4 separate regions of the Mus musculus genome follow, and regions 2, 3 and 4 are each linked to region 1. A link is a contact called in public Hi-C data. All regions are on one chromosome and are shown on one strand. Each heading gives the region's core, a stretch centred on a gene start, on an enhancer-like site or on the middle of the called end of the contact. The rest is flanking DNA. Distances are from core to core; before and after follow the strand shown.

The links. A called contact is a pair of places that touch in the nucleus more often than the background predicts.
Region 2: a contact with region 1 is called in a Hi-C map of bone marrow-derived macrophages, with 12 read pairs. The contact joins two enhancer-like sites. A contact is called at or near these places in 3 of 484 Hi-C or Micro-C datasets (the G1E-ER4 cell line, bone marrow-derived macrophages and palatal mesenchyme) and 3 of 115 datasets of contacts at active chromatin or transcription factors (effector CD8 T cells, pancreatic cancer cells and stem cell-derived neural progenitor cells).
Region 3: a contact with region 1 is called in a Hi-C map of muscle stem cells, with 3 times the contacts expected there. The contact joins two enhancer-like sites. A contact is called at or near these places in 17 of 39 promoter capture datasets (the 3T3-L1 cell line, the HPC-7 cell line, HPC-7-derived erythroid cells and 11 more), 9 of 15 datasets of contacts at CTCF or cohesin (CD8 T cells, the NIH/3T3 cell line, embryonic stem cells and 4 more), 198 of 484 Hi-C or Micro-C datasets (the AML12 cell line, the AtT-20 cell line, B cells and 102 more), 17 of 115 datasets of contacts at active chromatin or transcription factors (PVALB interneurons, astrocytes, bone marrow-derived dendritic cells and 9 more) and 1 of 9 other capture datasets (embryonic stem cells).
Region 4: a contact with region 1 is called in a Hi-C map of bone marrow-derived macrophages, with 17 read pairs. The contact joins two enhancer-like sites. A contact is called at or near these places in 1 of 15 datasets of contacts at CTCF or cohesin (large pre-B cells), 3 of 484 Hi-C or Micro-C datasets (the N1E-115 cell line, bone marrow-derived macrophages and nephron progenitors), 4 of 115 datasets of contacts at active chromatin or transcription factors (bone marrow-derived macrophages, embryonic stem cells and microglia) and 1 of 9 other capture datasets (embryonic stem cells).

Annotation. Positions count from the first base shown.
Region 1 is chr10:45,043,915-45,051,410 of GRCm38.p6, reverse strand. No RefSeq gene overlaps it. Among named protein-coding and RNA genes, the nearest start is that of Prep, 20 kb to the left of the region's middle. Within about 2 kb of position 2,465, at least 85 of the 459 cell types and tissues checked have an H3K27ac peak or open chromatin away from gene starts, as enhancers often do. A contact at or near this core is called in bone marrow-derived macrophages and muscle stem cells, where this site is marked.
Region 2 is chr10:44,433,525-44,440,183 of GRCm38.p6, reverse strand. Prdm1 (PR domain containing 1, with ZNF domain) reads left to right here. Exons shown (of 7, transcript NM_007548.4): 7 at 1-3,010. The coding sequence ends at 517. Among named protein-coding and RNA genes, the nearest start is that of Gm35028, 8.9 kb to the right of the region's middle. Within about 2 kb of position 5,298, at least 38 of the 459 cell types and tissues checked have an H3K27ac peak or open chromatin away from gene starts, as enhancers often do. A contact at or near this core is called in bone marrow-derived macrophages, where this site is marked.
Region 3 is chr10:44,281,606-44,288,464 of GRCm38.p6, reverse strand. Atg5 (autophagy related 5) reads right to left here. Exons shown (of 8, transcript NM_053069.6): 2 at 2,268-2,433. The coding sequence starts at 2,375. Among named protein-coding and RNA genes, the nearest start is that of Atg5, 17 kb to the right of the region's middle. Within about 2 kb of position 3,169, at least 7 of the 459 cell types and tissues checked have an H3K27ac peak or open chromatin away from gene starts, as enhancers often do. A contact at or near this core is called in muscle stem cells, where this site is marked.
Region 4 is chr10:44,376,186-44,382,999 of GRCm38.p6, reverse strand. No RefSeq gene overlaps it. Among named protein-coding and RNA genes, the nearest start is that of Mir1929, 20 kb to the right of the region's middle. Within about 2 kb of position 2,044, at least 189 of the 459 cell types and tissues checked have an H3K27ac peak or open chromatin away from gene starts, as enhancers often do. A contact at or near this core is called in bone marrow-derived macrophages, where this site is marked.

The DNA of each region.
Region 1 (7,496 bases), core at 1,216-3,715:
TTCACAGGCAATCCCTCACTGGTATTATCCAGTAAGACATAATGGCATTTGGCCAACTCCTAAGTTACAGCCCTTCAGAGTCTCAAAGTTGAATGTACTGCCCTCTGCTGGCCGGACTCAGATTTGTTCCCTGCCTTAACTTGGGGTGGCTCCTCTCTGTAAGCACTAGACTTTCACTCCTATTGGTAAGTACAGATGATAGCTTTCTTGACCAACCTGTTTGTCTCTGCCTGGCTTTGATTACACGGCGGGCAGCGAAACTTTTCATCTGAACAGAGTGTAGGAAGTGCCTGTTTCTTAGGTCGTTTTCTTGCAAATGTTTTCTAAGACTCCTGGAAAGTGAGGCTACTGGACTCACGGCCCAATAATCTCTATAGCTCTGCTTTCTGCCACGGGTCTGGTCTGAGGTTTTACTCTATTTTTCAAGCCACAGACTCTGGCTTGGTCCTTGAGTATATTGTTGTCTGAACCTTACAGGGAAAGATTCCCCCTGGGATTTCTTGTTTTTTCTATGACATCAAGTGTGTCCAGCCTGTTTTGGTGGAGACTTTTCCCACAGCTCCCTCAAGAGCTTTCTCCCTTGTGCATACCTCAGGATGAATGTCTGTCTCCAGATTTCTCTAGGATAAAGGCACAACTTTTTAAAAGATTATCTAGTAATGAATCGATTTACTGTTATAATACACAATAAGTGAGAAATGCATTATTGAGAATTTTTTTTGTGGTTTTTTTTTGTTTTGTTTTGTTTTGTTTTGTTTTGTTTTTAGAGACAGGGTTTCTCTGTATAGCCCTGGCTGTTCTGGAACTCACTTTGTAGACCAGGCTGGCCTCGAACTCAGAAATCCGCCTGCCTCTGTCTCCCGAGTGCTGGGATTAAAGGCGTGTGCCACCTGGTAACTTACAATGTCTCAATAATACTTTTAAAATGTAATAAGGGTAGAGTCTCCTTTGCTTTCTCTAGCCTTTCTTTGCCTTCCTGCGTTTAGATATTGAGTAATCCGTGAGTTCTTGGCCTCCTCTCCTCTCCTCTCCTCTCCTCTCCTCTCCTCTCCTCTCCCTCTCCTCTCGCTGGCCTACATTCCACTGAAACCTACTGTTCTTCAGAGTAACATCTAAGCTCGCACTCTGAGGTTGACCTGTCTTTTGCTAAAAGGACTTCAAAGGTCCCCATTTCTTATATATATTCGATCTTCTCATTTGCATCAACCTTTTTTATTTTTTTTCCAAGCATCTCTCAGGGGGGAAAATGATCCTTCGTATGCACACATGAGCACACCCAGGAAACTGGACAGAGGAGCCATTCCAGGTTAAATACAAATACCAGTCAAAGGGCAGAACTTCACCTTGTTTTTCCTTTAATAATAAAAGTCCGTTTCAAAGCAGATAGTCACTTAACATACCCATGTATATAACATCTGGGTAGAAGGGACAGAAAAAGCAAAGGAGTCACAAAATATATGAAAACCTCCTAAGCTGAAATCTCAAGAATGAGAAAGGCTGAAATGGTTATAGCTCTGGAGGGAGGGCTGGGGAGGGAAGACACAGTGGTAGATATTTAGGGAAGATGCCTTGGGAGCTAAGAGCAAGGTATACAATGGAGGCAATGTGAGAGGGCGGTGTGGCTGGTGCGCATGCGCAGAGCAGTGCAGGCACTGGGAGAGAGAGAGAAGCTGGAGGAGAAAACAAGTCTCCTATATTCCTTGTCAGAGGGGAGCTAGAGCAATTTACTTCAGAGTAAATCACTTCTACGGTGTGTGAGTCTGATAATATTATTGATATGACCAAAAATATGAACGGGGGCAGACCTGCTGTAATGAGAGATCAGGGACCCAGGGAACAGACAACGCGTTTCCTTCTTAAGTCCTGGGATCGAACAGCTTCAAGTCAGCAGTACCCAGAGGCAAGAAAGAGGGAAGATGGCTCAGCATCTTGCAGAGCCTGGCTGCCTAGCATAGATGCTTGGATTCTAGTGTTACCACCTGGCAAGTAGGAGGGGAGACAGGGTTATGAGCAGGTGTTTTTTATGGGTCAGGCCTGAAAGTAGCACACATTATTGCTTCGCTTCTGCTCCATTAGTCAGATCCAGTCTCGTGGCTACCCCAGATTATAAAGGAACCTGAAAACTGGGGCCTGCGTGTGACGAAGAAGAAAAGAAGATGGGTTTCAGGGACACTGGCAAGTAAGCCCCTGCCTCAGAATGGGAAACCCCTGCTCACTTCCCCACTCAGCCTTTGGTCTGTTGCCTCAGCCTTCCTCACATCTCTTGTCTCCGTCCCATGTCTAATCCCTTCACACCAGTGTATTGAGGCCCTCTTGGGTTACTTCTGTCAACCCTAGTCCTTCTGCCATGTAATTTTTTATGCTTTGGTCAGCAACGAGTTGTTTGTTTGCCCAGCGTGCCCTGCTCTGAGGAAACAGTCCAGCCTTGCTGGTCAGCTGGAGTAACTAGCCATGCAGGTTGGTGAATCAGCAGGTGGCACTCGGTGTCAGCAAGACACCCATTCTAAAGCCACACACAAGTAGTGAACGCCTGGGTTCAGTCACGCTCAGGGGAGCCAAACACTGGCTCTCGTGACCTACTTCCTCAAGACTCGACTTTCAAAAGAGTGACTACGCCCAGGCTGACCAGAGGGTTGTTAAAAACAGAGATGTCAACATGCTCTGAACTGACTGCCAACAAAAACATTCCCTTTGTGTCGCGGCTTTCTTCACAGTGCACTCAGGAAGGACAAAGAAGTTTGACCTGTCTGGGTTGGAGGGCGGCAAGCCGCTGTCCTCAGAATTTCTCTCTAGCAGGTGAAGAAAGAGGAATGGGTGTTTTAAAACGAGAGTTGAGGTGACTGCCCGCACAGGTACTAATTAGCCCTAGTTGCTGTTAGGAAACTGGCTCCCTTCAAAGGCTTCATTGTTTGGCTGCTTCTTCCCTCCACCTGTGTCACCTGCTCCTTTCACTCCACAGCACGTCTAGGGTGTTCTCCCCAGCACTGTAAGGCGCAGATGAAAGTGGTCAAAGGAAAGATCTGGAGATGGAGGCTCTTCATTGAGCCTCGCAGCTAACGCTGACATTGACGGAGATAAGAAGGGACAGGGAACCAGGAAGCTCTTATCTTTGTCTGCCTGTGGCTCTGTTTCTCTTTGCTTACGTCCAAATTCAGACGTTTAAAGATCATATGTCTACGCTCGTGACTCATAGGGTCCTCCGCCATCAAGACAAGCAAATAGTTTCATAGGTAACGTGTCTAGGATAATCTGAATGCTAGGGCTCTCCTTTGCCTTCATTTAAAATACAGGCTCCTAGAAATCCAAGCAAGGGATGGGTTCTCCCTGATGCTAGTTTGCATTGTAATGATCAGAGATTAGTATTTTTCCATCACCTAAAACCATCACCATCCTTTTTTTTTTCTTTTTTTCTTTTTGGTTTTTTGATTTTTGGTTTTTCAAGACAGGGTTTCTCTGTATAGCCCTGGCTGTCCTGGAACTCAGAGATCTGATTGTTAACCATTATTCAGATCTAGCAGTCTCTGTGGGTACAGCAGTACTTTCGGTCTCACTGCCCATCTTAAAAATATATGCATTTCCCTAAACTTCTCTTCCAAGAATTCCCTTTTCATTTACCTCAATTAGGTGCTTTATTGATAGATTGATAGGTTGATTTTTTTTGTTTGTTTTTTTGTTTTGAGAGAATGTTTCTCCATGTAGCCTTGGCTGTTGTGGAATTCACTGTGTAAACCATGCTGGCATCAAACTTAGAGATCTGCCTGACTTTGCCTCCCACCTGCTGGGGTTAAAGGCATGGGCCACCATCACCACACCATGCTTTTTATTTTATTTTGAATTATATGTATGTGTATCTGTGTCTGTGTGGGTTTCTGTATGTGAGTGTGGGGACCTGTGAAGGTTAGAGAGCCACTGGAGAGGGGGTTACAAGTGGTTGTGAGCTTCCTGACACGAGTTGGGAATCAAACTCAGGTCCTCTATAAAAGCAGCAAGTTCTCTTAACTGCTGAGCCAACTCTCCAGACCCCTGCGGCATGATTTTAAAATACATTGTACTTGTAGCATAGATGTAGATGGATACTAGAGCATGCAGGAGAAGCCATATAATTAGGAGTTTTAGAAAAACCACGTATCAGTGGCTTAAATGAGGAAAGGTTTGTTTCTCTCTTTCGTTTTATGTCCAGGGCGGGTAACACAGGGCCTCGCTGCATATTTAGTCAGCCAAGGACCAGATCCAGTGCTCCAGTGTGTGCCATGACCATCCAGTTTGAGAAAACAGCTAAACACATCTCAGAAATCTCTACCAAGAACTGTGTGTTGCTTTTGTTCGTGCTAGGTTGACCGAAGGAAAAGGCAGGGCCACAGCTAATTGCAAACCAAATAAGAATGGTTAAAAAGGTGAGCACCTCCTTCCATTTAGATGCATCTCACACCTTCAAGGCTGCCACACACCTTAGAGAGGCAGAAAGGGTAGGCAATGTCTTTATAGACACATAATACATATCCTATACATAATATACCTCAACTTACATAGATTTAACAGTCTTAAGATTTAATAACTTTTTAAGATTGGATTGTTGCGATTACTCTTTCCTTTTTAAAGTTCTGCACACTTTTGGATCTTGTACACTCGGTGCTCTGTATTGGCAGACTCTATATTAGCAGTCTCTACCAACGTGGATTGAAACATTTTGCCAAAACAATTGTATCTGTATTGAATGTGTCCAGGCTTTCTCTTGTCATTAGGCCCTGGCCATTCATTAAAACATTCATTTACATGGCTTTCCTGTGGTATCAGCTATGACATCACAATTAGAGATGATTATCACACGGGAAGACAGGCACAGATTATATGCAAACAGTCACTTTGTGGAAGGGACTGAGTGCTGGCAAATTTTTTGCTTCCCTGGGCTTGGATAGTGGTGGGGAGCCTGGACCCAGTCTTCGGAAGATACCAAGAGAGGACTGTATTTGTACTGGTGGAATTAACAGGGACGAGTTGTGGCCTAATTCTGGTCATGGAAATCAGACAGCCTTTCTCTTGCTTGGTCACTATCACAGTAGCAGAAAGGACTCCAAACCCCTTTCAGAGTCTCTTCTTAATTGATTCCAGGTGTCATCAGTGGTATTTACTGTGTGCTAATAAATGTGCTCAGCCAGGTGTCACTAGGCTCTGTCCTAGTTCTGGCTTTCCAAAGACCAGGCTCCCACAAAGCCCCTAAAGGCAGAGCTTTCTCCTCCCAGTAGGATGCTAATGCCTGGGAAACAGCCCAGGACTCCAAGGAGCTGTCTCTACTCTCAGGGAGAGCCAGTACCCCCAGTCCCACCAAAGTGTAGAGAGGTCCTTACCATTTTTATTGACTCCTGTTCCAGCTCTTTGTCGTTTAGAGCCAAGCACGGACCCTCTGACACATGTAAAGCTGAGATCAGGATCATCCAAGCCAAAGATCAGGATCGAAGCCTCCTTTTTTTTTTTTTCAGACAACCATGCAGTCAGACACCTGAGGCCCACCTGCCTTATTCTTCAGAAACACTCTAACTTCTCTGACTGTCATTGCGAGTGAACCCATGCTTAGAGCACTTTGGAAAGGTGTAAAATGGTTTCTCTATAACATGGCTGAGGATATGACTTGTTGCTTTGTTGGATCCAGGCACACTGGTGCTTCCGGTGTTGTGTAAAGGGCACCTACACAATGGGGAGAGTAACTGATAAAGGGAAACAACCACTGAGCTCCACGGCCCAGCGTATTTTATAGCCCCGGATTTGCCTCTCTCTCAGTGATCCCGAGAAAGTCACACATTCCTCCTAGGATCTGCAATCTAGGTTCTTTTACCACTTGAACAATTAAGGTTGAGTAGGCCAGGTTCGAAAGACTTTTAAAACTATGACGCTTGTGACTTGCGGACAAGATTTATTATTTGTGATTGCGGTCAACAGGGGGCAGCAAAGCTCCAGCTTTCAGTGTGTGAAGAGCAATCCCTGGGCCAGCAGCAGCAGCACTTCAGACTCATCTTATTCGCTTTATTCATTTGGAACCTGATAAGAGGTTGGAAACCCCAATTAAAGACTCTGTCGGGGGTGCTGGGGGAGATTCTCTTTTGTGAACTGAATAGAAAGGCAGGGCTTTAAGATGAACAGTCATTTTCTTTATACCTTAAAAATGAAGATGTTTTCATAAACAATTGAATTTCCTACTTCCGCCCGGGTCATTTTGTCTACTTAAGAGTGTGTAGGATACTGGAGCCTTCATATAAGGTGATGTCTGGAGTCTGTACTTGATGTCTTTGCGGGTTTTAGGTTGGATATTTAGGTTGGACTACATACAAACACCAGAAGCTTGTTTTTCAGGTTTAAGTATAGCGTATTTATAGCAAATGAGGTGTGTGTAAGTTCATGTGCATAGCAATGTTACAATATTATTTCAGCTTACATTTTACCATAGTTCAGGGAAATGACCTCAAAGTCTTTTGAACAATAGAAATTCTAACTTGTTTATTAACATGTTCTTTATCATAATTTTAAATGGATAGCTGCTTTGATAGCTTGGAAATTATTACAGCCCATGTTCTGCTGCAATACGTGAGAATGTTGATTTAAACATGCCCAAGGTCGCAGGAGAGATGACTCAGGGGTTAAGAGTACTACCTGCTCTTTTAGAGGTCCAAAGATTTGAGTCCCAACACCACATGATGGCTCATATCTGTAACTCCAGTTGTAGAGGACCTGGCACCCTTTTATGGCTTACAAGGGTACTACATACATGTAATATATATGTAGGCAAAAGACCCATACACATAAAAATAAGCCATAAAAAATAAAAATAAAAATGCTAAGCATACTCACAGATGACTTAAAATACCAAGCAAATATGACCATACCACTTGATTCCATTTCATTCAATATTATTAACAAAATGTGACTGACTATGCTCAATAATACCACTCTCTGAAAATTAAAGAGACAGATTAAACAAAAATAAAACACTTTGGATTCTGTTTGGATAGTTAACTGCTCTTTAGTTCTTTCCTTAGCCTGACGTAGTATGGACAAAAAGAAACTTAATCCTATCACGTGAGTTTAGTGGATAAGATAATCAACACCCTTAATCTAAAAATGGCATATTATTTATTGGCAGCATTTGAATCGTCACAAAATTCTCTGTATAAAAGTATGTTAGATTAAATCAGCTATTATCAAAATGATCACCAAGATTAAAGAGCAGCCAAGAGGCAAAGGAAGCAAAAGAGTAAAAGATACAACTATGTTGGCTGTCTAGAAATGTGTGGTTCATATAAATGCCAGGGAAAAAATGGCCAGAAAGCCTATTTCTCAGCTAAGTCACAAATCTCTAGCTGATAGTTGAAGGAATTTGATGGTAAAATAATTGGTATCAAGTCACAGATGTTGCGTCCTATGTTTGGGATTTTTGTAGCTGCTGTGTGTGTGACACTCAGGCAGGGCTATGTACCTGCTACTTCTAGGCTGTATAAAACCCATTG
Region 2 (6,659 bases), core at 4,049-6,548, 610 kb after region 1:
TGGAGAAAAACCTTACCAATGTAAGGTGTGCCCTGCCAAGTTTACGCAATTTGTGCACCTGAAGCTGCACAAGCGACTGCATACCCGGGAGCGGCCTCACAAGTGTGCCCAGTGTCACAAGAGCTACATCCATCTCTGCAGCCTCAAGGTCCACCTGAAGGGCAACTGCCCTGCGGGCCCAGCTGCTGGGCTGCCTTTGGAGGATCTGACCCGAATCAATGAAGAAATTGAGAGGTTCGACATCAGCGACAATGCAGACCGTCTTGAGGACATGGAGGACAGTGTCGATGTGACCTCCATGGTGGAGAAGGAGATTCTAGCTGTGGTCAGAAAAGAGAAAGAAGAAACCAGTCTGAAAGTGTCTTTGCAAAGAAACATGGGGAACGGCCTCCTCTCCTCAGGGTGCAGCCTCTATGAGTCATCGGACCTGTCCCTCATGAAGTTGCCTCACAGCAACCCACTACCTCTGGTGCCTGTAAAGGTCAAACAAGAAACAGTTGAACCGATGGATCCTTAAGATTTTCAGAAAATAAGTGTTTCGTGTTGCTTCTTAGGGTATGGCTTGGTGAATCAGGGTGCCTTTAGCAAATTGCTTGTACATGACTCCAGATCTGCAAAGCTCCGCTGGCACCGGGTGCTTCCCTGCACCTCTCTGGAATTAAAGAAGGACTCCAATGTTACCAAAATCTCAGGGCATAAATGAGGCAAAGACTCACTATATATACATATATACATATATACATATTATAAATATATATATACTTATTTACAGCCATGTCTATATATTTGAACCTGTGTATTTTGAATATTTGTGTGGATATGTTTGCATAGCGCCTTCCTATTACTAAAACTATTGCCTAGCCATAATTATTTTTTCAATGATAATTCTTCATAATTTATTATACAGTTTATCTTTCAAAAAGCAATAATTAAAGAAGTTTACAATGACTGGAAAGATTCTTTGTAATTTGAGTATAAATGTTGTATCTTTGTCCTGTGGCCATTCTTTGTAGATAATTTCTGCACATCTGTTTAAATGCCTGAGACTTAGAAGATAGCTCTGTGATTTCAGGCAACCTTTCTCTATGATAATGCTTTAAAATGAGGTTTTGATATTGCCAAAGTCATGTGGTTGGTGTGTTAACTCAGAAGATCACACAATCTGAGTGACATTCTCTAAGTTGGGGATACATGTGCAGAATTGCTCAGCAATAATTTGAGGGGAAGGAAGAAGAAAAATATTTTATGTTTCAGAATGATGGTTTGGTTTTCCTCCTCCTAGTCACAATTTTACCAAACAGTGACAGGAAGGCTTTGCCAACCTGTCTCCCAATGTCACATGACCATTCTGAGTGGCCATATGACTTTGGCATCCCTGGGTGTTATCTGAAAATGTGAAGAAGATAAAAAAGCCGTGTTCAGAAGATCTGTCGTAAAGCACAGATGTTGTGTGTGTGTGTGTGTGGGTTGGGGGGTTTGAGTCTGGCTGTCATTTTGCTGTTGGCTTGTTTTTGTTTTTTTAATATCAAAATTGCACAAAGCTGGTGCCCTACCAAGAAGGATTTGATATAGAAAGGCTCAGGCCACACTTAAAATACAAGCAAGCAAAGAGAACAGAAAAAAATAAAAGTAAAAACGGGTATTCTTATCATCTTAGGTTAAGCGGGTAATGAACATTCCTGTCCCCAACGCATCAACTGTATTGTATCTGTAAAACTCAGCTTTTCTCAGTATTTGTGTTTTTGCATTGTATAATTAACTTAATTAAAGATGAAAGGGCATTGCAAAAGTGTTCAACAATTACCTCATTGAGTGTATCCAGTAGGAGTGCAGGAATTAATGTCGTATCTCATGAGTTGCTACCCAGCTGAGCGTGTGTGCTTCCAAATGGTAGGCTGGGTGGTTCGGTCCTGTATTCTCCTAAGCCCAAAGGTTACCTGTTGGTGTTCAAGGTGTAATAAAGAATGCTGTATATTTATGAACCTATTTATACCAGTATACCATGTGTATATATGATATATTTATAACCACTTAAATTGTGAGCCAAGCCATGTAAAAGAACCTATTTTTCCTAAGAGCAAAAAGAATCTCTCTGAAGTTTTGCTTAAAACTCCATGACCTCGCTATGACTTTGGTGCTTGGGCACCACCCTGCCTACTACCAGAGAGCAGAGCACCTCAGTGCAGAGGTGAGGGTGTGTAGCATCTTGGGATGGATAGAAACACCACACCATCCAGTCGCATTTGATGGCCTTGCTACATGTGTGTCAGTTGGGTCACAGAATAAAAATCATTTTTCTATTTCTGCTCTCCTCTTCCTCTTCCTCTTCTTCTTCCTCTTTCTCTCCCTCCTCTAGAACCCTGACTCATGCTCACTGCTCAGTCTGATGCTTACCTTAGAGTTTTGTATATATAGATCAACTTACAAAGAGGGAAAACTTCAGATCCTCTGGGGGAAACCCAAGAGCCTTACTGACCTGTTGCTGTGACTAGCTAGATGGGTTTCTCTTTACCTTCCAAGGATCAAAACCAGAGATTCCACACATGCTAGCAAGCAAGCAAGCTGTCACTGGGCTGCAGCCCCAACAAGACTGACATTTCTGGATGCATCTGTATTTGAGAAAAATACTCACTTAATTGTAGGTTAACCAAAGCATGACCTGACATTGACACCAAATACAAATACGATTTCTTTGCAGTGAACTTGGGTTGTTTTCCTCCTGTGCTTTTCTTGTGTTGGGAGGATTTTTACAAGGACAATTGCTTTTCTTGCCATCTGTCTTCCTCTTAGGCCTCTTACATGAGAGTGTTGAGCCCACAATGAACAGTGGTTGGTTGGTTGGTTGGTTGGTTTGTTTGTTTGTTTTTTCCTCAGAGTTAAAACTGACCAAAGTTATTGGCTTTTTACTTTGCTAGAACAACAAACTATCTTATGTTTACGTACTGGTTTACATTGTTATTTATGTGCAAATTGTCAAAATGTAAATTAAAATATAAATGTTCATGCTTTACCAATGCTTGTCTAGTGTCTTGAAAGATGTTCCTGTGTTATTGACTACCACAGGGTCACTGAGCCACGTCGCCAAGAATTTTCAGTTTGTCTCTCTCTGCCCCGCCCCCTTTTTCCAGCAATATGACGTGATGCCCAATATCTCCCCTTTCTGTGGGCTGTCCTAGGAAGCGAGTGAGCATCACTGACCTGAACTATCTCATGCTCCCATTCAACTACTAACCAGGCCAGACGCTGCTTAGTTTCCAAGACCAAGTGTGTTCAGGGCGCTGTGCCATCACTCTCAATAGTGTGCAGTTTTCCCTTCCTTATGAGTTATGGATGTGTATCAGTATACCTGAGGTCATAGTGAGGAACTAAGGAAGACTAGTGTCTATTTCAGAAATGTCACATATGTACTCACAGCCTGCAGGTGGGTGAGGGCTTCTGGGAAGCTGGGGTCAGAAACCTTTCTTGCTGTTGACATTAGTATTGTTTCTGTGGTTTGAAGCTAACCCAAAATGTGCCACAAAAAATGCCCTATGTTCCTCCACCACCACTCCAAACTTGGGACTCTCATTGGCAACTCGGGTACTTGATGTGAATTTCCAAAAGGCTGACTAACCCCAAACTAGTGTGAAGATCAGGGTTCCTGGTGGCATGGCTCGGAGCCTGGTGGATCCTATGGTGAGACTGAGACTCCTTTCTTCTTCATGGATGTTTCAGAACCTAACCTGTCCCCAGAGAGAGACAGCACAAGTCAAATTGATTCCCTTTGGAAGATAAAAATAGGAGATGGGTCTTAAAACGTGACTGCTCTCTCGAGAAGGTTCTGGAACCCCCTTTCTGATGCTTTTCGTGGCTCCCATTTCACCATGGCCAACTTGATGAGTCCACGCTGTATGTTGAGAAAACAATACTCCTTATACTTCGGCCCTCCAGACTCTCTTGTGTTTTCTTTTGCTTTCAGGGTTTCATCCTAATTCACTTAAACATCTTGAAATGCTGCCAACATATAACTGTGCAGTTAAGAAAAGCAGAACCCTATTATCCTAATGTGCCAAGTGGTGCTGATTAGATGCCCGAGTTCTACAGAACCATTGTGGTAATATATATATTTAAAACCTCCTTAATATCTAGGGTGTAACAATTGCTAACATAAATCATCATTCTTTGGTAGATGAGGTCTTGTTTTCTTTAGAGTTGCCCATCTCAGGAACAACTATGCATAGAGTTGAGTGGGACAGTAACACCCACCAGGAGCCTAAGCGCCTCTGCCAGAGTTTGGACTGTTAGATTTACATAGTCCTCAGTGGGCAAAGCAAGTCTCAAGAAGTCACTAATTCTTTTTTAAATTTCCTTAATTACATAAAAGCTATACAGAAATATTCCCTATCATATTACAATATAGAGACTATACGTGGTGCATCATAGAAGTTTATGAGCACAATTCTTGATGGCCTTTCATTGGGGGAAATGAAATAATTTTGTTCTCATAAACTGATGTAAATGATGTTATTCTCTCTCTCTCTCTCTCTCTCTCTCTCTCTCTGTGTGTGTGTGTGTGTGTGTGTGTGTGTGTGTGTGTGTACCAAGTGTGGTAGCACATACTTTTAAGCAGAGGCAGGCATATCTCTTTTAGTTCAGGGCCATCCTGCTCTACATAAGGAATTCCAAGCAAATCAGGGTTATATAGTGAGAGCCTGTCTCCCCCTTTCCCCCCAAAAGGAAAAAGAATAAAAAAAAAAAAAGATAATGAGAAAGGGCCAGGTCAGAGGGAGGAAAAACAATAGGATGCACATGGAGAAGGCTTTCTAACAAAACCAGGCCTCCAGGGAGGTTGTCCAGAGAGGAGGGCAGAGGGGCAGCTAAAAGATGCTCAATGAGAGGAAGGTTTCAAGGCGCTCCATGAGCCAGTCCGCAAAGGTGGAGCACTTTTCCCATAATACATTGATTTCATTGCCTTCAGCTAGACCATTCTTGGAATTAGCTACCTCTTAAAATCCACTTCCAGCTGTGTGATGATCCTGAGTTTCTGAGACCATGGAGAAGCCTCCCACCACATCCCTTTTCAAGACCTCAAAGACCCCAAAGTCCAAGTGTTCAAAGTAGTGCTGACAGCTTAAATAAGCGAGAAGTGATTTTAATTTCAATACAGCCCTAATCGGTGTGATTCAGACGAAAACTGCAGCAAGATTCCAGAAGGTTATTTTTAACCAGATTTATGCAAATCTTCTCTGCTGTGGCCCAGCTTCTCAGAATACTATAAACTTAACGAACCTTCTCCTAGTTGGCTCCTTCCAGGCTTGCCAAGTGCTGAGTCAGGATTGGCCCTGTACACATTTCCCTCTCTCTGTGTTTAAGATAGAAGGTGTTATTCAGCACAAGTGTGACATAGTCATCTTTGAGTTTTTCCTCTGCCCTATCGAGAAAGAAAGAGGAAGTGGCAGATAAGCACCATCGGGTAATTTTGGTAAGAGATTCTTCAGTGTGCTTACAAAATGTGTTTTCGTGAAATGATAGGAAAACGCCCCATCTTTGGGCATCAGGAAAACTCACCTGTGGACAAAGGAAACCAGCTGCTCTCCACTATGGGTGGGGAACAAATAAGATCACAGCAGAAGAGTTTAAACCAGTGACCCCATCCTGGAGGTCGCGCATCAGATACATTACAACTCATAACAACAAAATTAGAGCTATGAAGTAGCAACAAAATAATTGTATGGTTGGGGGTCACTACAACATGAGGAACTTCATTAAAATGTTGCAGCATTAGGAAGGCTGAGAACCATTGATTTAGACTGAGACTAACTATCTCTGAGGTTTATAAGACACTGGGGTTCTCCTCAGGCAGGGACAGAGTTTTCCGACTTGTAGGAATTAAGGAAGAGTCACCCCACTTAAAAACACAAGCTCATCCCAAGATATCCCAGCAAGCCCCTCTATGCCAACAGTCCAAGCATCTGTCAATTTTATGTGCAGCCGAGGACCTAAACCAAGACATGTTCAAGACTTTGGTGGAGAACTTTAGTTTCCTTAACCTCCTGAGACTCTTTAGAAACAAAGTATGTATGACCTAACAAACTAGAAAAGCCTGCCTAACTCTGAGGAAGAGTCCATGATTCTGTGGAAAGGAAGAAAGAAAGAAAGAAAGAAAGAAAGAAAGAAAGAAAGAAAGAAAGAAAGAAAGAAAGAAAGAAAGAAAGAGAGAGGGGGGAAGGAGGGAGGCAGGGAGGGAGGGAGGAGAAGAAAGGAAGGAAGGAAGGAAGGAAGGAAGGAAGGAAGGAAGGAAGGAAGGAAGGAAGGAAGGAAGGAAGGAAGAGAAGGAAACAAACAAAGAAATGAAGAAACAAAGAAAGGAAGAAAGGAAGAAAGGAAGAAACAAAGAGTGTCCCACCTTGCAGTTCCCAGGAATCATGAACAGCAATGAAACAAAGAGTTCCCCTGGCCCTGTTAGAGAACCCCCAACCAGTGCAGGAGGTACTCAGGAAGAAGGGTGGCCTCTGCCCTCCCCTCTCCCATCAGTATCAGCACAGTGACCCTGAGTTCAAGTTCCCACCCATACAGGTTAAGGAAGTATGGAACATCAGCAACTTCTATGTAAACCTTTGTCATCCAGTAACACATAACCTACTATCAATAACCTAACCTGAAGATTAATAGCAAGGTCA
Region 3 (6,859 bases), core at 1,920-4,419, 760 kb after region 1:
GTGGTGCACATATGCATACTTAGGCACACAAAATAAAATGAAATATAAATTTAGAAAAAGAATTCTAGTACTGAGCACAGAGGCCAAAGCAAGAGGATTAGACATTCAAAATCTATACTAACGTCCTCCACACAGCCAGTCTTTATATTTGTATTTACGTGTATATGGTTGTGTGTGCCATCTGAGTGCAGGATCCTAGAGGCCAGAAGAGGGTGTAGGACCCCTGGGAGATGGAGTTACAGGTGATTATGCCCCATCTGACATGGATGCTAGAAATGAACTGAGGATCCACCTTACTGATCCATTGACTGACACATGTGTGTGTGACAGAGAGACAGAGAGAGAGAGACAGACAGAGAGACAGAGAGATGTGTGTGTATATATGTGGGTTTGTGTGGTGTGGTTGTGTCTGGTAAGTGTGATCGTGGTGTGTCTGTGTGTGTAGGAGGGTGTGTGTGGTCTGTGTTCTGTAGTATACGTGTATCTGAGGTGTGTATGGTGCAGTGTGGGTCTGTGATGTATATGTTTGTGGTGTGTGTGGCGTCTCTGTGGTGTTCGAGTGACCAGTGTGTGTGTTTATACAAACAAAAAAGAATGCATACCAGTATTCCACAGTGATTGTACACACACACAAACATACATTTTTTTTTTTTTTTCATTTAGATATTTGGAGGCTGGGAACTGAACCCAGGGCCTCTCCTCTAAATGCTAAGAAAATATTCTACCACCCTACTATACTCCATGCCCCAATGTTCTATTAAACATGTCAGACATAACATGTTGTGATCATATAGTAGGTCATTAGGTCATATTTAACATTAGGTCATAAATAACATTGTCATGTGAAGAGATTTTATTACTGTATATATATTTGTAAGTCCATTAATATACATATTTGACTAATTGCTTGGAATCATCTAAATATGTAAAAATCCAATGTTGGGTTAAAAGCACTGGCTGCTCTTGCAGAGAACCTGGGTTCAGTTCCCACCACCCACATGACCAATCACAATTGTGTACAAGTCCAGTTCCAGAGGATCTGGCTCCTTCTTCTCACTTGCTCAGGTACAACAATCATGTGGCATCCTTAAATGAAGGAAAATACCCATATACATAAAGTAAATAAAACTTAAAAAAACCTAGCTTCCTATTAAAACACAGCACATTGCTTATGATTCCACTACAGGTGTGCTGTGTGGTAGGTACTGACATTCTAAGTCTGTGCTCTGTTGTAGAGATAGCCTGACTCCACTCTCTAAGATAGATGACTACACGCACACAAAAAAGAACGCATATCAGTATGTCTAAAGTGACATGTGTGTTTGAACTGTGGGTAGCATGATTAGAGGGGATTTATTTATCTTAGAGAATTGCTGTTATTTAATTATGTGTATGTACAGGTACTTTTGAAGAGCAGAACTAGAGCTTACGGGGGTTGTAAGCTGCCAAAATGGATCCTGGGACCCTGGGTCCTCTCCAAGAGCAGTATGTGTACTTCTCTGTTTAGCTGCCTCTCAAGCCCTCTTTTGTTTGCATTGATTCATTTACGGTGCATCAGGTGCATGTGCACATACATGCACACACATGTACATACATGTAGCCACACAGATCAGTGTTAGCTGTCTTCTTCCATTACCCTTCACCTTATTTGTTTTAAAGAGTTTATGTGTGTGAGTGTCTTGCCTGCATGCATGTATGTGCAGCACAAAGTCACAGATGGCTGTGAGGTGCCACACGGGTGTTTAGAACTCAAACAGGGTTCTCTGCAAGTGCAGCCAAGTTCTAAGCACTGAGCCATCTCTCCAGCCACTGTTCACGTTACTGAGCGCCACTAAATCTGGAGCTCACTGGTTTGAAGGCAGGGCTGGGTGACCAGCTAGCCCCTAGGCACCCTCCTGTCTCTGCCTCCCCAGAGCCCACACTATGACACATGGCACGTTTCAAGTGAGTCCTGGGGAGCTTAATTTGGGTTGTCACACTTACATGGTAAGCACGTGACCAGCCAAGTAACCATCCTAGTCTTCTAACCGCCCACAGTAAAGTGAGGGACGAGGGGAGGGGACGGGCGAGGAGGAGGGGGAGAGAGGGGAGTCTGCGTCAGGATGTATCATATGAGCAAAGAATACAAGAAAGAGAAACAAAGAAAGAGAAACATAGGAAGGAAGGGTGGATGGAGAAAATATCGCAAAGTGACAGCCTCCACATTCTAAAACTTTTATTTTATTGTAAATAATGGACGAAGTTATAGGTCCCCTTTGCACACTTACATAGTATGGTTCTGCTTCTCTTTCAGTTATCTCATCCTGATAGAGAGTAAAGCAAGTTGGAATTCGTCCAAACCACACATCTCGAAGCACATCTTTGTCATCTGTCATTCTTCCAGTGGATGAAGCAGTACATATAGGCTAAGTTCTTCCTTCAACCAAAGCCAAACTGGAAACAGAATAAATAGCATTAGTCAGATCCTTCCAAGAATTAATGAAAACATTTCATAGGCAAAAAATGAACACCAAAAAACTTCACTTAAAGAAAAGGTGGAGTGGGGTATGGGGAGGCCTCACTGATGTACACCTTAAATCCCAGCACTTGGCAGGGGCAGAGGGGCAGAGGGGCAGAGGGGCAGAGGCAGGTGATTTCTCCAAGTATGAGGCCAGCCATACTTACCTACCTCTTACTCTCTCCCAGCCAGGGAGGAGGGGAGGTAGGTAGGTAAAAGCCAGGAATTTCTACATTAGAGAAGCCGAGACAAGAGTCTGTATGTAGCAAGACTGAGCTATTTGGTAAAACACAATCTCAAAAAGTCTGTGTGTATACACATGCATGCATATGTGCATGCATGTGTATGTGATGCCAATTACATATTCAAGTAATAAGCAATATAAGTCCCATCAAAATAGAAACTATACTTCTGCAAAATGTGTGTGTTTTTTAATGTTTCTTTTAATGCCTTCTTTCTTACAAACTGCAATCAGTTCTCTTAACTACAGGCCAGCCCCCCTCCCAGTTTCCAGCTCAGCCCCTTCAAATGTTTCCTCAGCCATTCCTCCCTCAGTTTCCCAACAGTCTGCTTAAACAGTCTCGTCTCTCATTTTCCCCAGTAGTAGCCTCTCCAAACTATAGCAGCTGTTCTACCCTATCTGCTCAGCTTGGCTTCTCCTGGCTCAGCTGTCACCAACTGTCTCTTGTCACTCTGCTAGTCTCTCTACTGTCTCCTAATAATATGGTCTCTGGCTCAACAGGTTCCCATTCTCTTCTGCTCAGCCTCCTTTCTACACTGACTGTCTTTTCTCCTCAGCCCTACTCAGTCCTTTCCTAAACCAACTGTCTTCTCTGACCCTACTCTCCTGCCACCTGGACCCTCGGCTCCCCTCTCTCAGCCTCTGCTGGCTCTTTATATCCTCTCCTATCCCTAGAATTCTAGAGGCAACCCAAACCAAAGGCCATAGGGTCAAGCAGTTCTCTTAAAGGGCCAGGTGACTAGCAACTGGGGATCCTTTAAAGGGCCAGGCACAAAGTAAATCACACCACATACTTCTTACTTTTTCAAGCCTGGTAGACTCTTATCACTCACCTAAAAGAGAGCCTTGTACCTGTGCCTTATGATCTTAATCTAATTTCAGATGATTATTCACATAATTACACTTGCCCCATCTAATGTATTTAGCCTCTCCTACCACGTTTATCATTTCTCCTGAAAAAAAAATAAAAAGAATATTTGCTTCGATTTGCAGATGATAGCATATACCAATCAAGAACTGGGGTTGGTGCAAGCCTATAGGCCTCATGGGTTGAGCCTGGGTGACATGAGCCCCTGCCAAACAAACAAGCAAGCAAACAAATAAACAACAACAAAAAGCTCTTTATTAAGTTTATTCCCTTTTCTAAATTTCATCAGATGCATAACTTGGCCCCACCAATACTTCCAGTCATACTGATTACAACTCCGTCCTATAGACCTCAGTAAGCCCCGACCCCTAAACATCCAGTCGCTGTGCTCTGACTCCCCAGCCTAGTACTAACTCACGCTGCTTCTCTCCAACTCTTACTCACACTGTCAAGTGACTAACACCCTCAGTCCCAGTGAAATATTTCTCCAACTCACAACAGTCCTTACTCCACAGGGTAGCGCTGCTAGCTCGCTCTGCACATGAGGAAAGTCTCAGGATCAGGGAAGGACAATGTGCATGAGCTCTGGGATAGCCCAGGCTATCATGCTCATACTCCATGTCACCTGTGTACATGATGAAACACACACTGCTGATAATGCACAGGGCAACCCAAGGAGGTTCTACCTGAGTATTAAGGGTCAATATACAACCAAGACAGTGTTGGGCAGTTAATTCATAATTTAGTATAATGTATAAGAAAAATCCTAAATAATTGCATGGTGCCCTCCAAAATTATGGGCCTAGGTGGATATCAATTTAAAATTCTTTTTAGAGTTATTATTTTATGTTTATGAATGTTTTGTCTACATGTATGTGTGGGCAACACATGCATTTCTGATGCCCTGAAGATCCAGAACAGGGTGTCAGATCCCCCTGAACTGGAGTTACAAAAGGTTCTGAGCCACCATGCAGATGCTAGGAACTGAACTTGTTGCAAAAGCCAAAAGTATTCCAATGGCTGAGCCATCTCTCCAGCAGGACATCAATTATTAACACCGAGGTACATCAAGGAGCTTGCTTTTATCCTTTCTCCCCACCCAGGACAAACCCTTTGGGATTGGCATCAGTTAATCCATAGTTAAAGATCAGTCAGCTGTTGGCCATCCACACATAAGCAAACTGCCTTAGGTGGGAAAAGACCTGCCTTATGTCAAACTACTGGCCACTAGTCAACTTAGAATAAGGACCCTGGTACTTAGCAGTGCCTTGACTTTTATTAAATATATACAAGTATTCTAAGCTAGTGATATACATATGTAAATTTCATTCAGTACCACAGTGAGACTTCAAATTCAAGCATGCTTAAATTCTACACTCAAAAGAAAAATTTCTGAATGTACAAATCACTCAAATTAACTTGCTGAAAACAGGAAGCCCTCATTACTTCCTGACTAGGTTAGCAGCTGATCTTTAGAATAAATGTCCAGGCTGGAGAGATGGATCAGCAGTTCAGAATGCCCGCTGAGCTTCAGAAGGCCTGAGGTCTCTCTAGCACCCAGCTAGGATTCCGCAGAAGCACCTGTAATTCCAGTTCCAGAATATCCAATTCCCAGTTCTGGCTTCTTTGGGCACCCACAAACATATCATAAATTCACACAGATACACACTGAAACAAATACACATTAAAAATCAAAGTAAGATAAATTTAAAATAAGTAAAATGAATAAATTTATGTGGTTATGGGCTGGAGAGATGTCTTGGTGGGGAAAGGCACTTGCTGCGCAGTCTAATGACTTGACTTAGACTACTGAGAGCTACATGATGGGAAGAGAAAAACTGGCTGTCCTGATCTCCACGTGGCTGCATGGCAGATGTGCACACAAGCACAAACATACCCCACCCACACATAGGAATCTCAAGTTATACTACAGGGTATAGTCATAAAGACAGCCTGGTGCAGGAATAAAAACACACAGGAAGAGCAATAGAAAAGAAGATCCAGAAATAAAATGACAAAGCTATGTATCCACTGAATTTTTGACAAAGTAGGCAAAAACATACTGGAAAACGGACAGCCTCTCCAGCAAACAGTGCTGGCCCTCCTGGCTGTACCTGCAGCAGAATGAAATTAGTCTTACCTTTCACCTTGTATAAAAATCAATACAAAACAGACTAAGGACCTTAATTTAAAACTTGAAACACTACAACTTGAAAGAAAACACCTTTTAAACTACTGGGATAGGAAGAACTTTCTGAACAGAACATAACAACACAGGAGCCAACCTCAAGTATCAGCAGGTGGGGCCACAGGGAAGTGAGAAGTCTGTACAGCAAAGAACGCTGTAGCCACAGACAGCCCACAGAATGGGGGCTACCAGCTACACTCAGTCAATATCCAAACTTACAAAGAACTGCAGAAATGAAACACCAAAGAAATAACACTGCCAATTAGCAAGTGGGTAAATAAACTTGAATATTCACTGTTAAAAAAAAAAAAAGAAACACAATGGCCAATAACTTTAAAAAAAACAATGTGGGTTTTTTTTTTTCAGATTTATTTATTTAATGAATTTAAGTACACTGTAGCTATCTTCAGACACACCAGAAGAGAGCATCAGATCCCATTTCAGATGGTTGTGAGTCACCATGTGGTTGCTGGGAACTGAACTCAGGACCTCTGGAACAGCAGCCAGTGCTCTTCACCACTGAGCCATCTCTCCAGGGAATGCAGACTAAAACTACTCTCAGAGCGTCTCACCAATGGCTATCGGTCATCAATAAACGTGACAACAAATGTTGGAGAGGATGTGCAGGGAAAGGAACCTCAACCACGATTAGTGGGCCACAAAACACTGCAGCTGTCATGAAACTCAGTTTGACGATTTCTCAAAAAACTTTTGAATAGAATTATCATGTGATCTCCTATTTCAGTTCTGAGTATACCCTAGCATAGAAGTGTTTTCACCCTCATCTTTATTATTGCTTTATTCACGAGAGAAAGGAACTGAAATCAACCTCAATCCCATCAACAGACAAATGGACAAGGAAAATTGGTGTATATATAAAATTATATATGTATACATATATAATATATATATATATATATGGAATACTGTTCAGCTCTAAAGAAAAATGAAATCACAAATTTTGCAGGAAGATGGATGGACTTAGAATATATATTATTAAGCAAGGTCACACAATCTTAGAAGAAGAAAAACCACATTTCTTCCTTACATGCAGAATCTAACATG
Region 4 (6,814 bases), core at 795-3,294, 670 kb after region 1:
AAGGATTTTTCCCCCTTACATTTCCATGTGTATCGATAGGTCTAGGGCAAAGCCCTTAGGAAGTTCAGCTTTGAAACTTTCAAAACCAGTTAAAAGGACCCTAAGGTGAGTACTCAGCCTGGGCAGCATTACACATTTAGTTCTGATATAAGGCAGCCTGGAGTGGTAGACTGCTGCCCTTTAGTGAATACGGATGAAAGCTACGGTTTTATAGAACTAGTTCCCCTCCGCTTCCTCCTCCCTTCCTTCCTTTTCCTTTTCCTTTTTCTTTTCTTTTTCTTTTTTTTTTCTTTCTTTTTTTTTTTTTTTTTTTTTTTTTTTTTTGAGTCAGGGTTTCTCTGTGCAGCTCTGGCTATTCTGAAATTTACAGAGATTCCCCTGCCTCTACCTCCCGAGTGCTGGGATTAAGGGCATGTGCCACCGTTACCCGGATTTATTTTCTTCTTTCTCTCTTTCTCTCTTTCTCTTTCTCTCTTTCTTTCTCTTTCTCTCTCTCTCTCTCTCTTTCCTTCTTTCTTTCTTTCTTTCTTTCTTTCTTTCAATTTTATGTGCATTGGTGTTTTGCCTACATTATGTATTTGGAAGGGTGTTTGATCTCCTGGACCTGGAGTTATAAACAGTTGTGAGCTGCCATGTGGGCACTGAGAATTGAACCTGGGTCTTCTGGAGTTGCTCCCAGTGTTCTTAACTGCTGAGCCACCTCTTCAGCCCCTAGAAATAGTTCTTTTCAAATTGTGTTTTGAAACTGCATTCCTATGTAGGAAGATCTCTGCTGTATTTTCCCTTTTCTTCAGACCATCTTTGCATAGTCCATAAACATCAATACTTTCTCAGTACCCGAACTGGGCCTCTGAGGCCACTTCGAGGTCTTTACGGACCAGCAGCCTCATGCTTTGTGGCTGCTCTCTTGCAGGTGTCGTGGGAGGGTGCGCCCATGGGAGGTGGCTTCGTTTCGCTTACCACTGTCACAGAATACCAGAACCGGTCGGTACCGGATAGTGAACCGACTATGTCTCTGCTCAGGGTTCTAGGCAAGTTCGAGACTGAGGGGTGGCAGCTGCCGAGGGCCTTTGTGTCCAGCATCCTACAGCAGAACAGAGAGGAACGTGGCTGGAGGCCCCTTTTTTGAGCATCCGTTCTGTTCTAAACAGCTTAATCACCTTTAACTGGGCCCCAGCGCCGGACCGGCCCTGCTGTGTTGGGAGTGAAGCTTCTCCACTCAGTGGAACCATGACTGTGAATTTTAACCACTTGCACCTGAAAAAAAAAAAAAAAAAAAAAAAAAAGGAAGAGGATGCTGGATTAGGTGCAGTTCCTTTCTGGGACTTGGAACGTTGCCAGGAGCCTTGGCTCACTTTCCTGTCAGCCAGCCTCTCTGGCTCTGCAGACAGGCCAGGGCAGGAGATGCCTGTAGAGACCTGTAGGCAGACAGCTCAATGCAAAGATCACTTTCACTGTGTTGGCTGGGTGCTGGCTGCAAGCAGAGCCCCGGGCTGCTGCCAAGGGTTAAGGTAGCAAACCAGCAGTAAACGGAGTGCTTGGCAGAAGCCCAGCCTCTGAGACAGAGACAGGCTTAATTTCCATCCTTGGTCACAGTTGCAAAGGGACATTGCCACTCAGATCAACAAATCTGGTTTGCATGTGAGACATACAAACCATTCTTTGCATTGTGAAACAGAGTCTAAGAAGGTCCTATTCCCGGAAACCTCGAGGTGCCTCCCCTCCCAACTCTTAACATCCAGGTTACTCTAGCTGCTCTGAGTGAACCCTGACCTTTGAAAGGGGGGTATAATGCCTCCGAGAAACCCCAGGCCTGACTTCAAGCAGATCTTTATATAAGAACTGATTGCACAAGCCTGCATGTGTGGGGCTGAGGGAAGAAAAAGGGAAGAGTGCTTTCTGTGTATGACTGAGACCCTGCTATTCGTTTGACTTGGATGTTTCAGCTGAGCTCTGTCGATTATGAAGATAGTCATATATGTCAGTACTAGAAACCTCCGCTCGCAGTTGTACGAGCAGCTGCCCCATCCTCCCGCTCTAGCCTTGCCCTCCTCTGCAGTGAGCAGGAAGCAGAGACTCAGAGAGAGTTGGGCCTTGGCAGCTGGGAAGTGGTGGGGCATCAATTCTGCCCTCATAGCGAAGGGCAAGAGTGCTGGTCACATGGAATCCGGAGATGGCTGTGTAATGTGGGAGACGCTGAGTTCCATGTTCCCACACTGTAAGTCATGATGACACTGTTAAAAATGACGGGTGGGCGGCGGAAAGTGAAAGAAAAAGAACAAGAGGGAACAGAAACCGACCAGACGCACAGAGGATCAGGCGAGTGTAAGGAGGAAGGCACGAAGACAGGCTGGGGGAGGGGTAGCCTGGAAGTCAGTCAGGGAAAGGGGAAGGCAGGCAAAGGAGACTGGGTAGGAGGAAGAAACCAGACAAAGAGGATTGCGATGAGGTAGACACAGAGACAAGACCTTCTCCTTGAAAAAAAAAAATGTCCTTTTCCAGCCGAGGGTGGAGGCCAACCACGCCCCAACCCCTGCCTGACACGTCACTTTCAGACCCCGGCTGCAGGGCCAGCCGGAGAAGTCCCTCACCTTAAATCTGTCTCTGCTTGTTGAAGAAGGCCCGAATTGAGATGGAAGGAGTTTGTGAGACTTTCTGGAAATAACAGAGGAGAAAAGTAGAGAGCCATGTGCTTGGCAGAACCCTCTCGAGAGTCCTCAGACAGGCTGCGCCCGTTCTGCCCTTCACCTCAGGAGTGGTACCAAGCTCTCTGGCTTTGGTCTCCAGAAATCTGCAATCTGGGAGGGATCAAAGGTCCATATGGAGAGCGCTGAACAGCCACGCTGTTGCGCAGACAGTGAACACAGGCAGAAAATACCAATGGAAGATGAATGAGAGAAAAAGATGAATGAGATGAACGAGACCTTTAAAAAGATGAATGACCTTTTAAATGGACAATGGCTTTCTTGACAATGTCACAGAATTTTCTTAACTGTGGGGGAATTAGGGTAAACAATTTGGTCAACTATGGAAACATGGACAACTGGACCAAGAAGGTCCAGTGTGTGGGCTTGAGAACAGCATAGCAGAGCCAAAGCAGAGAATCCCATCACTAAAGCCAATCTCCAGGTGAGCTGGCTCAACAGAAGTATGGCATTGACCTTTAAAAAGTTTTTAAAATTAGCACTCCCCAGAAGTTATACTTATCATTAAAAAGCAACAAACATTGCCTAGACAACTCTGGCACAGGCCAGCTTGCAAGAGGGCCAGGCTTAGCCTCATCTGTCAGGTCGGACAGACACAGACTTCAGAGGACAGCTTGAGATCAAAGGTTGCAGGAAAAACTGAAGATGATGGAGGGTAGGCAGACACTGAAGGAGACTGAGGTGGTGGTGGTGGTGGTGTGTGTGTGTGTGTGTGTGTGTGTGTGTGTGTGTTTGTGAGAGTGTTTGTGTGTCTCTGTGTGAGTATGTCTGTTTGAGTGTATCTCTATGTGTGTGTGTGTGTCAGTGTGTATGTGTGTCAGTATCTGTGTATCAGTGTGCATGTATGTGAATGTGTGTTAGTGTGTCTGTGTGTGTCACTGTGTATATCTGTGTGAGTGTGTGAGAGTGTATCTGTGTGTATGTGTGTGTTTGTGTGTATCTGTGTCTGTGTGTGTCAGTGTATTTTGGGAGTGAGGTGAGGATATTCAACATGTAGTTGACAAGAACATGAAGCAAGGACAATGACAACCAAACGTTATGGATTTGTTTGGTTTTTCAAGACAGGGTCTCATGTATGCCAAGTTGGCCTTAAACTTGGCCTCGGCTACAGAGCCTCCCAAAACGGGATCACAGGTAGAAGAAGCCATAGCACCTTGTTTTATGTGGTGCTGGGAATGGAACCCAGAGCTTTATGAATGCCAAGCAAGCACATACCAACTGAGTTACATCCTCTGCCTAGAACAACCAGCATTTATGGGGTACAAACTGCCAGGTGCTTTCTCAAGCATTTTGTATGTTACTTGTTCACATAAACTCTTCTATTGTCCTATGAGGCATTTCCTGTTAACTGTATTTTATACACAAGGGAACCTGACTATTCCATGGGAGTTAGCTCAGTGTTCTATGTTCTGTAATTCTTAAATCTGAAGACATATAAGAATCAATGTTTATGTTTATGGGTTGGTTTATGTTGTTGTTTGTTTTTGGTTTTCTTTGGGGATTTTAATTTTTAATTAAAATTATATAATTAATTAATTTAGAGGATCCATGTCCCGGAGGCTGGTCTCAAACTCAGTCTGTAGCTAAGGATGGCCTTTCAACACCAGGATTACAGGCTTGAACCACCATGCCTGGTTTAGTCAATGCTGGGGACAAACCCCAGGCCTGTCACGTGCTGGGTGAGCACTTTGCTAATTTACCTACCGCCTTAGCCCACTGCTGTTCCTTTATTTGTAAACACTCACTTTTATATCTGATTCTAGACACACTGTCAAAGATTAGGTTTCTGTGAGGAGAGTATGACTTCACTATGAGGAGTTTAGCATTATAATTAACACGATGATTTCCCCCAAGAGAACTAAAAACTCTAGTTCAGCGTTATGAGACCTTCATATTAAAAGAGGCCCATCAAACGAAGAACCTCCTGGGTTCATAATGGGCAACAAGGGTCTCTCTCTGATACTCCGTTCCAAACTGTAAAATGCCTGGGAAGATGCAAAGCTCCTTTTCAAGAAGAAGGAGGAGGAGGAGGAGGAGTAAGGAGAAGAGGAGGAGGAGGGGGAGGAGAGGGAGAGGAGGAAGAGGAGAAAAATAAAGGTGCCCCTAGCCCTGGAAAGAGCAGCCAGGTTCTTGTCCTCAAGGTAGCCTCTCTCACAAGAACCGAAGCTGAGGCTCGGGCTCTGGCAGAGCCCGGCTGGGAGTCTGGGAGGCAGCAGATGGAGAGAGATAGCAATACATCTGTTTTCACAGGAGCCTGTTGTTCTCTGTACTAACTGCTATAAAAACAACACGAAACCAGCCACACTTCAGTTTTGGTTCTAGTGACTAAATCAAGGAATGGCTCGATGGTTGCTGTGTCATTAGAAATGAAACCAGTTCTTAAACAAGAGAACAGGGTCAACACTTTAATAACCCAGCCAGTTCATAGAAAAATCAAAGCTGAAACTCTGACACCCCAGCCCTGAACACCTGCTGCCTAAGGTTGGTTCTGAACCAATGAGCCCTCTTCCTTGCAATGAAGGCACCACATGGGCCCCAACTTGCCTGACACGGAGAGAGCCGGCTTCCTTATGTGCACAGTGCCATTGGGTGGAAATGAGCCTCATACCCAACAAAAATACTTCATATCTGACTTTTATTTTTTCAAATATATAATCCTATTCGCCCCTCTAAGTACTTTTTTTTTTTTTTTTTTTGGTTTGTAGACAGTCTCACAATAAATACAGCTCTGGCTGGTCTAGAACTCCCTATGTAGACCAGGCTGGCCTTGAAACTCAAGAGATCTGCCTGCCTCTGCCACCTAAGTGCTGGATCAAACATATATTTTGATGTATGAATTTGATCTTTACTAAGGTTGCCATTTACATTTTTGGTTTTGGTTTGTTTTGCTTTGCAGATAAGTACTCGCTGTGTACCCTAGGCTAGTTTGGAGTTCATGGCAGTCTTCCTGCCTCAGTCTTCCAAGTGTTAAAACTACAGGCATGAGTCTCCGAGTCTAGCCATCGTTTACATTTTTTTCAGATGAAGAAAGTGGAACTTGCAGAGGTGACTTAGCCAGAAACAGGTAGAGCTGGGGCTCTGAACAGAAAGATTCTGATCTACTGTCAGGGATGGTGGCCATACCATGATCCCAGCAGCACCTGGGAGAGCCAGGAAGATCCTAAGGTAAAGGGTAGTCTAGTCTACATGTACCTGTTCCCCTTCCCCACAAAAAGAAACAAAGTCACGCTCACCTCTGTCTATACTGCCCCTGATCTAACTTGGCTTGCATACAGTAATGAAGGTGGTAGAGATGTGGGAACTCATAGGTTGCCTCCTCTGTACCCTCTTCTCCCTAATGTCACCAAAGAACCTTCTCCTCCCTTCCTCCCTTGGGAAACTGTTGATGATGCTCATCATAGAATGCTTCAGGATAGGTGATTGGCTCAGTTCTGACCAATGAGGTTTGAGAAAACATGTGCTGGCCTTTCTGCAAACAAGCATCTCTGGGTCTCAGTTGTATTGTTAGAGGAGATGATCTCTCGATCCTTGTTGGTCTAGCAGAGAATTCAAGGTCCACATTCCCTAAACTATTATTTGTGCCCAAAAAAAATGCCCCTGAGAACTAAGCTAGCATACAGGAGAGGCAGTGCTCAGGAATGAGACAGACATGGTGCCTAAGAACTAGGGCAATGTCAAGTTTTCAGAATACGAGTAAAAGCAACCCCTTAGTTTGCTTAGATAATTTGGAGTTTCTGTCGTACAAAAACTGATTACCAGTAAAAACACTGCCAGAGGCCAGTAACATCTGGCTGTTGCCTGGGTTTCCCAGTCAGGCCGAAACTAGTCCTTCAACACGTATCATTATTTTGGGGGCACACATATCCCTCTCCTGTTTCAGACCCCAGAGACTCCATCTTTCTATTCCTGAGATCTGGCTTTTTCAGTTCTCTGCCTCATCTCAGCCCAGCGCAGACAAAAGCAATGTTTTTCCAAAAGTCCCACCACGGTGACAGGTAAAGGCACTGTTCTCTGCAAGGAACACTCATAGCAGGGGATGGACAGACCCACACATGCTGGTCGCCAACAGTCACAAGATCAGCATCAAGGAAGGATGGTGCCAACTCAGT